2 separate regions of the Mus musculus genome follow, and region 2 is linked to region 1. The links are chromatin contacts, called in public Hi-C maps. All regions are on one chromosome and are shown on one strand. The core of a region is the stretch at or near the end of the contact, and the rest is flanking DNA. Distances in the headings are between cores, read along the strand shown.

Region 1 (4,763 bases), core at 944-3,443:
TTTCTGGAATTGGAAGTTGGAATGAAAAGCTTTGTGGTGTCCAAGATTTTGCTTATTTTGGACAATTTTTATGGGGGGGGGGGGCATGTTCTTTTTTGACTACCGGGAGGCACAGATTGCTTGGCCATCTGTGGTTTTCTTGTGTTAGCAATCAGTTCTCCTCAAAGCCTAGTGACACTGATCTTTTAGGGCATGTAGAAAGATGATCGAGGCTCAGCATCCTAATCCAAAAACCAGAAGTCTTTAAAGTCTTAAACTTTGGGCATCAACTTGGTACACATGGAAAATTCCACACCTGACTCAGATAACATCTCAGAATATTTCAGACAAGATATATTCAGCCTATGCTCCAACTCTGTCTCATCTTGAAAGACCCACAACGTGAGGACTCCCCCACGTTCTGACTCAGGAGAGGCGACACCCCAAAATCACCAACGAGAAACGGTCTTGCTGCAAATTGCAAGAGGATTTTTATTCAAGAGCGCTCTCGGGCCCACGGTCATACACCACGCAGGGGTAGAGGACCGTGGCGCCCCGAGTAGCTGAGTAAGGGGGTATTTAAAGGAAGGAACCACAACTCAAGGAGGTGGGAAGGGCGTTGTTGGAAAATACCAAAAATACCAGTTAAGAGTCACAAGGAAGTGCAAAGACACAAGTGTCAGGTTATCTCTCAAGACAGTTTCTAAGAGCCCCTAACAATCTAAGAGCCCCTAGCAATAGCACCTTTGCATAGTGGGTTCCAGCAATGGTCAGGGTGGGTCAGGGTGACTTTCTTTGAATGAACACTCTTTAAACCCAGGAAGCGGGTGGGTGGAGGAAGGAATGTCACTATCTGCTTTATGATTAGCATACCTTGGAGCATTGAGTTTATTACTCTTTCAATCTCTTGTACTAATAGTTACTTCAGGACACGGTCTACACAAGGCAGCCAGCAAAAAATGGTAGCACTTATTTACCAGCTTCTGAGTTGAGTAATGAATTGCTTTCCCATCATCCTCTGAACATGACTATTTTTAGTGCTATGAGCTCACAGATCTAAACGTATTTGATATGGTTCATTTTATCACTGTTATTCCTATTAATATTCAAAGTATTACCTCTTTGAGGTGGCTCTGGAGTCATTTGAAACTGTCCTAGACATCTCTGACATCTTCATCACCATGTCTGATGGTAGTTCTGCTTCCTTTTGTGAATTCAGACTTGCTGTTTCAGGCTGTGAATTGCCATTTTATCAAGTAGTATGGCTTTTGCTGATGGAAGATGCTATTTCAAAACTTTGACCTGGAGGGTTCTTACTACTTGGGTGTTGGCTAGACATTAACTTTGAAATTGTGGGGTTCTCATTTGTGGCTAACATCAGAAGCTCCTGGGATAAACAACCACCTCTGAGCATTTCTCTTACCACCTGTTACATGCATAACATGGAGTTAATTTATTGACTTATTCATACTGCAGTTTAATTGTCTGTAAAATGTGAATAACTGTGGCTGAATTTGTAGGATTCTGGTGAGGTTTGAATAATGTAATATAAAGAACGTAGAATAGGGCCTGACACTTAGCTCTGTGTAAGACAATTATCACTGTTCTTTCTAGCCTAGTCACTGTGCTTGCTCATACTGCATTTTATTCAGACCGAGTGACATAATGGTTTATTTTAATAAGGCTATTCTAGAGTTCTATCTACAGCATTTATCCTAGTAACATGTTGCTCTAAAATGACTCAACACACACCCATATTAGAGCATTTCCTGTGAAGGAATCCAAGATTTACAAAACTGCAAACATTTAGATTGTCCTAGATACCAGGATATTTCCTGCTTTTTAGACTTGTCTGGAAAAGGGTAAGTTGGCAGGACCTAGTTGGAAGTGAACCAACCAAGGAATTACTGTTTCTCGCTAAGCTGGAGACTTTGACAAGCCACATGTCTGTTCTTCCCTGGTTAGACATTGAGAGCTACAAGTGTAGCCTTCTCCAAGACATCCAGCTCCCTCTCTAATCAAACAGGCAGAGCTGCAAAAATCCCTGATCACATGAACCACACCCCCAATCCTGTGTGGAAGCCTATCAATACTGAAGTGTGGAGCCTTTGCCACACAATTCTTTCTGCAAGTTTGAAGACTTAAAGATGTCACAGTGGCTTCCCCAGAGTGCCCTAGACTGGTGACAGTCAAGAGCAGTGGCCCTGTGGGTGCTCATGTGCCACAGACTGGACCCAGTCAGTCCCTCAACCAGAGAATTCAGGGTCCTGGCTCTCAGGTGGACAAGGGGGGGGGGATGACTAACAGACATGGACACCAAAGAGAGTGCTGTATCTGAATGTAATTTCTCAAAGCAAGTATCAGACTTATATTACAGAAGAAAACAAGGAAGTTAGGTGATACATCAGCCAGGGTACATTGAGATGCATAATGGCTCTTTACACAAAACAGAGAAAATGCACACATAAAAGCTACCAGGAATCAGGCAATGTTTACAACTGAGATAAGATCAGCCCTATCTAAAATCAACTATTCACAGGAGCCAGGTGAAAGGGCTAATATGCCCACATGCAATTCTAGTCTATTGTTAAACCCACCACCAGGGACCCTTTAGTAAATACCTAATTATGCTATTCCTCTGGGCCTAGAGAAAAACATGCACCTGGGAAGTTCCTTTCTACTAACCTTTTCATGAATAATACAATACTCTAGTTCCTCCTTAAACCACAACCTACCTTCTTTCTACAATTATGTAATGTAGCCTGCCATTCATGTCCATAATGAGAATTCTAAGTTTACTTTGTTGAACTAGCCCTGAGATTTCTAGCTCCTATCCAGCAAACTGCAATGCTTGATTTCTAACTATCAACACTGAAGGCATTTTGTCTGAATGAGTAACATTCTTATGAAATTCCAAGCCCAGGGTCGGCTCAAGGACTGCCTAGGACATCAGGACATTGGTGAAGGTCAGGAAGCAAAGTTTAATCTAACTTAGCTATTTGTCAAATCATTCTTTGGGGGCACCTATAGTAAAACAATACTGAAAGGAAACACTTTAAACCCTTCACCGACTATCGCAAGGGCATATCTGGAACATTTGTGTTACAGGATGCCAAGGCTCCAGGAGACCAGTTTCCATGAAACTTTTTGCCTCAGGACTGCAGTCAAGCTTTTGGACTTGCCACACAGACTTCACTGGAGTGGGTGTGGCACTCATGTGATCCATCAGATCTCAAGAAAGTCCCAGGGTACTTCTCTAAAAGTGGGACTTCCCCGGGGTCTAAAAGCGGCATTTGTTGGCAATTGCACATTTTTTAAAATTTTATTGGATATTTTATTTATTTATATTTCAAATGTTATCCCCTTTCCCAATGCCCCCCCCCAGAAGCCCCCTATCCCATCCCCCCTCCTCCTGCTTGTGAGGGTGTGCCTCCACCCACTCACCCCCAACTCCCTGCCCACGCATTCCCCTACACTGGGGCATCTGGGTCTTCACAGGACCAAGGGCCTCTTCTCCCATTGATGCCCGACAAGGCTGTCCTCTGCTACATATGGGGCTGAAGCCATGGGTCCCTCCATGTGTACTCCTTGGTTGGTGGTTTAGACCCTGGGAACTCTGGTTGGTTGGTATTGTTGTTCTTCCTAAGGGGTTGCAAACCCTTTCAGCTCCTTCAGGTCTTTCTCTAATTCCTCCATTGGGGACTCTGTGATCAGTTCAATGGCTGGCTGCAAGTATCCGCATCTGCATATGTCAGGCTCTGGCAGAGCCTCTCATAAGACAGCTATATCACCCTCATGTCAGCATGAACTTCTTGTCATCCACTATAGTATCTGAGTTTGGTGACTGTATATGGGATGGATGCATGAGGTAGTCTCTGGATGGCCTTTCTTCAGTCTCAGCTCCACACTTTGTATTTGCTCCCATGAGTATTTTGTTACCCCTTCTAAGAAGGACCGAAGCACCCACACTTTGAGCTTCATATGGTCTGTGAATTGTATCTTGGGTATTTCTGAGCTTTTGAGCTAATATCCTCTTATCAGTGAGTGCATACCTGTTGTGGTAAATCTCCTCCCAAATATGCCCTGGCAAGGAAAACACAACACAGTTAATATGAATACATACTATGCCTCTAGATTGGACAGATCTACCACTACACTACCATCTTCCACAGCTTATGAAACCCCTTAGACCTTGCAGTTTCTCCAGGCCCTGTGCTTCTGCTCTGCTTTTCTCCTTCTTCCCCCTCCTCTGCGTCCTCTCCCTCTTTCATTTTCTCCTTCTTTTCTCTCCCTCACCTTCCTTCCCACCTTCCCTTTTATCTGCCCTGTGGAAAGCCTTTTGGGGTATCGCTTGGCAGGAGTCTGACATTGGCTAAGGACAAAGAAGTGGGCTTCAGACAGGAATCTGACATTGGCCTACGACAGGGAAGTAAGCTCAGACAGGAATCTGACATTAGGGCAAGATAAGGCAAGAATCTAACTTTAGGCTGTAATAGGGAAGTAGGATTAGGCAGGAATTTTGGTCTCAGGGTGGAACTAGGCCTCAGACAAGACTTTTGGGTTTGGACGAGGAAGTGGGCTCAAGTTTTTCAGTCATTATGATAAGCCCTTTTTAAACAACTATCAGGAGTAATCACAGGACTGCTTTGTTAGTAGTTCCTTATCGTACTGCTGCTTTGTTCCTTATTGTACTGCTTGCCCAAAATACTTGCATGTAATTAAAATGGTATAAAAAGTGGGCTGGAAAATAAAAATTTGCCTTCAGTCTTAGAATGAACTGGGGT
Region 2 (4,763 bases), core at 602-3,101, 220 kb before region 1:
ACTTTAAACTAGCTGATTAGTGTTAATACCTTCAAATTCATTCACTGTTACCACTTTTAGTGCTGCAGATTGAACCCAGAGCCTCACACACTAGGCAAGACCTCTGTCATTAAGCTGCATCCCCAGACCTCATTACTCTTCCCATGAAGAAAACCTTAGACAACTCAGTGAAATAGTTTAGACACTTTAGAGTCTTCCCAGTCATCTACGGTGAAAGCCATTTGTCTTGGTTTCATTGCCAAATGACTCTTAAAATAATTAAGAGGTCAGAATTTGTCTTCATTCGTTAAATGATCTGCTGCCTCAGCAATAAGTTTCTCTCTGTCAGCATAATGTGACATAACAGCTTTTAAAAAATCAAGTAAAATAAGGGTCAAGGTATTTTAAATATGAAAAGGGAGTCATGCAATAGTACACAATGCTGACATGATGCTATTTGTAGTTTTTGGTTTGTCAAAAGTGACACCATCCTGAAAAGCTGAGATCTGCCTCAGATACCCCTATACTTGTAAATGGTATGGCACCATGCCCCTAGTCTGTGTCTCTACTTCGTTAATTTATGACTTAAGTGTGCCACCTTTGTAATGTCTTTGTTTCAGAAGACTCAGTTGTCATATAGAAATGTGATTCTGTATCTGCTTTTACTAAGGCACTCATAACTAACATTTTGGGTGGTAGCGGTAACAATGTTATCAAATTAGATGTGTTGGAATTGCTTTGCTTCCTGGTGGTGGCTGTAATTACTGCAATCCAGCTGAGATGAAGTATGTTGATCTGCTGTCAGATTTCAACAGAAAACAGCATTTGCTTTAATTAGTTTTGCTCTGTTATTTTTAATCATGGAGATTCAGCAACAATGACATTTGTGACTGTGGGATTGAATTCTACCTCTTATAATTGACAGGCTGGGATCTTCAGCCTGTATGCTTGTGAAGAAGGCTTTGCTACTGGTGGGCGAGATGGTTGCATACGATTATGGGACACTGATTTCAAACCAATAACCAAAATTGATCTCAGGGAGACGGAACAAGGATATAAAGGTAAAATGTGTGTTAGTACTTACCATGTGCTCTAAGAAGGTTATGTACAATGTCAAGTTGTGTGTTTCTGTTTAAGAGAAAGAAGTAAATATAAGGGCTAGAGAGACAGCTCAGCTATTAGGAGCATTCACAGAAGATCTGGATACAGTTCACACCACCCACAGGGCGCCTCATGAGTGCCTGTAATTCCAGTTCCAGGGACCTTGTGTCTCCTTCTTGCTTCTGTGTATATTAGGTATACACATAGTACACACACATGCATGAGACATATCACTTATAAAGTGAAAGTTTTTTAAAGAATTAATTATGTAAATTTTATATTCTACCTGACAGTATTTGCTTTGTTCTATGAAGACTTTAAGGGTTTACATAAAAATATTGAATACAAGCTCCAAAGTATGTTGAAAATGAGTAGATAGCTTTTCCCCTGCTTGGCATAAAGCTACAGTGATCCTGTAGCAAAGACAGATGATAACATTACAGTGAAAAAGCTGAACGGTTTCCCAGAATATGGGATTATTTTCAGTGATGAAATGAAGAATTTCTGGACAAGACAGTCAATAAATGTGACAGTGTGTAGCCTCTGAAAATAAACCTGTGTCCACTTGTAGCACTGAAGTGGCTAGGGTAGACATCAGAGAGCAGAGAGAAGAAAACATGTACCGTATGTCCTCAGGCTATCTTCCCTAAGCAGTGTTGTTTCCAATCAAATTTTATTTTTAAATTTAGCAACAGAGCAATGAGCTGGATGTTGTGATTCATCTTATACCACAAGCTACCTTCTTCCTTCTGCCATTCACATAGTGACTCATGTCACACCACAGGCTACATCCTTCCTTCTGCCATTCACTATAAAAAATGCCTCACAGCTCTTCTGGAGACTGCACTGATTCTATCTTAGGGAGTTGTGGATACCTAACACCGGGCTTCTTAGAAAGTTGTAGAATTTGGTTCCTACTTTACTCTGTCAATTAGGACAAAGTCAAGGTCCTTAAATTCTCTATAATATCATGTGGTTTTAAGCAGCTTTATTCAGAAGAATATATAAATATGTAGAAGCAAGTTAGTTTTCTAAGAGTCACATTTTAAAAAAAGCAAAATCTTTCAACCAAATAACTCCAGACACCCACCCTCTTGAGTGTTTGCAGAGTGAGGGTAAGCAAGGCTAGAAGGAGGGTGTGGAGGAGCAGAACAGACAGGAGGAGACAGAGGGGACAGCAGATCCTTACACACTGTCCCACACGCAGAGAGATCTTAACCTTCTGCTCTGCCTACTCCCTGCTTCAAACATGGAAGTAAAGCACATTTGAGAGGAACAGATTCAGGCAAAACAGTATCAGGATTGCCTTGGTCTCAATGTGAATGTAAAACTATAGGAGTGACTTTATCTTCAGATGGACTTTTGATATGCATGAATTCCCTCCCCCCCTTTTTGCTGTTGGGTGACAATGACTGTTGACCTCATTTGCATGGAAACTATGTTTTGTGGTTCTTTTCTGGGGTTTTGATTTTATTTTCCATTTTATTAAAAAGACTTTCTAAACATTCAGCAAGAACATTTTAAAGGTCATGTTCTAATTCTATAACACCATACTTGCTACTTTTGAAAGACCCCCGAAGAGGGGAGAACCTCACTCAAGTCTCAGGATGACGCGACCCCCCCAAGAAGGATGGTCTCACAAGAGACCGTCCTTGCTGCAATTGCACAAGGTTTATTGACAGGAACCAGCCCACTGGGGTCAACTCGTATCCCACGCAGGGGTAGAGGAGTTCGACCCTGAGTAGCTGGGAAAGGGGATATTTAAAGGAAAGAAACACAACCCAAGGGGGAAGGGAGGGTATTATTGGAAAATGCGGAAAATACGAGTGAAGAATCACAAGCGGGTACTAAAAATCACAAGGGGAAACTCCCTGCTTCTCAAGATTGTTCTCAAGACTTTAATCTAACTTTTGTGGTCGGCCAGGTCCTGGAACAAGGTCACTGAACTGGATAACCTACATTCTTGGTGCTAGGGGGTCTGAATTTTTCCTGGTCTTTCACTTTGTGTCTAAAGTTTGAAGATATTAATCAGGAGCAGTGAGATAGCTCAACCTTAAAAAGTACTTGATGCCAATCCTGATGACCTGAGTTCAATCCCTGAAACTCACATGATAGGAAGAAAAAACTGATTACTGTAAGTTGACATCTGACCCTCATATGCATTCTACATATGCATTTATGCATGTGCATGTATGTATATGCACACACACACACAAATAACTAACTAAATGTCTGTATCCACCAGCAGCCATGAAGAACTGGGTTCCTGAAAGGAAAGCTGGGGATATATGGGAAGGACAGACAGGAGAGGAATGCGACCAAGACAGTGTTTCTGATCAAGGCCTAATGTTTTAATTCTTCAGTCTGAGTATAAAGGGGGGAACCCATTCCCCACTTGGCTAGAATCTCATCACTTTGCCAGGATCTCTCTGGAAGACAAGCTCAGCTTCTCAGCAGGTAGTGACTTCTTGCAGGAAGCTGCAGAATTGGCAGGACAATAGACTTCACCTAGGTCTGAAGACTCCACCCTAGGTGGGCTAGCTGACTGTGGGAAAACAAGGTCTGATTTAGCCCACCCACACAAGGCTGGGGAAGGGCACAGTTTCTTCCTTTTTATTTATTAAAAATTAGCTGAACTGGGGCATAAGATTTACTTATGCTCCATGGTCCTGCCTGGGAATTATGGAGGCTGGCTGCAGTGCCTGGCTTGGGTTGTCTCTAACTCTCTCTTACCCATCCCAGAGGACACATGAAGCTTGCTTGTGTTTATTTACACAAACACAGCCTTTTAGTGTTTATTATGAACAAACACAGCCTCTTGGCACATGCCTCTGTCTTAGATTGATAAGAGTCATAGAACATCAGTGGCCTGTCTCTGACTGCCGGCCCTCATAGCACACCTTTTTCCCATTCAGACCAAAGCCACAATATGCATTCAATGCATTTCTTCATAGCGATGAATAACTGCCATGGTGAATGAATGAGTTTACCAAAGATGATTCTATGTGAAACAACCAAACTGCTTAAAATACAAAGTCAAAAGTTAAGAGCTAACAGGATTAAGGTTGTCTTTGGGGAATGTCCCAAGCACGCAATTCAGTTGTAAATTAGCAATGATCAGACACAAAGCCTGGCCTCCTGGTGTGGGGGAGGTAGCTTTGAGAATCGTCAGAAAAAAACTGTTATTTCCCAGGAAATAATGGAGGTTATGCTCCAAATTAACTCAGCTGACTGATAAAGATCTCAAGCCAGCTTCATAATTGTAATCACATTTACTAGAAGACTCAGGATCTGTGTCTGCTTGATAAACCAATCTTTCAGGCAGCCATCAGGCTCTGCCTTCTTTTTGTGAAAAAACACAGACAAAACCTCTCCCCCATATTAAAACAGGGTCAGGATCATTCCATGTATTAGTTAGGGGGTCCTGTCATTTAACCATGGCATAAGAACTGGAAGTAACTGGATGCCAATAGTAATCTACTGTAGACTGACCTTTAACATCAGTTTGAAAAAAAATTAAAACAAATAAGACAAAATCAAGATTTGCTTTTGGTGACCTTGGAGGGTATAATTCCCCCTTTTATTTTTAAAGGAGATATTGTTTTAAAGTTCCCCAATACCTTGTCCTTGAGAATTATAAGGAATGCCAGTAATATGGATAACATTAAATTGTTGACAAAACA

Evidence for each region. Hi-C and Micro-C count contacts between places; a contact is called where the count stands out from the background.
Region 2: a Hi-C map of bone marrow-derived macrophages shows a contact between it and region 1, with 2.2 times the contacts expected there. The contact joins two enhancer-like sites. A contact is called at or near these places in 2 of 484 Hi-C or Micro-C datasets (both in bone marrow-derived macrophages) and 2 of 115 datasets of contacts at active chromatin or transcription factors (embryonic stem cells and microglia).

What each region holds. Positions count from the first base shown.
Region 1 is chr11:29,653,776-29,658,538 of GRCm38.p6, reverse strand. No RefSeq gene overlaps it. Among named protein-coding and RNA genes, the nearest start is that of Gm12092, 11 kb to the right of the region's middle. Within about 2 kb of position 2,193, at least 22 of the 459 cell types and tissues checked have an H3K27ac peak or open chromatin away from gene starts, as enhancers often do. A contact at or near this core is called in bone marrow-derived macrophages, where this site is marked.
Region 2 is chr11:29,876,924-29,881,686 of GRCm38.p6, reverse strand. Eml6 (echinoderm microtubule associated protein like 6) reads left to right here. Exons shown (of 42, transcript NM_146016.2): 7 at 905-1,040. Among named protein-coding and RNA genes, the nearest start is that of Gm22588, 30 kb to the right of the region's middle. Within about 2 kb of position 1,851, at least 55 of the 459 cell types and tissues checked have an H3K27ac peak or open chromatin away from gene starts, as enhancers often do. A contact at or near this core is called in bone marrow-derived macrophages, where this site is marked.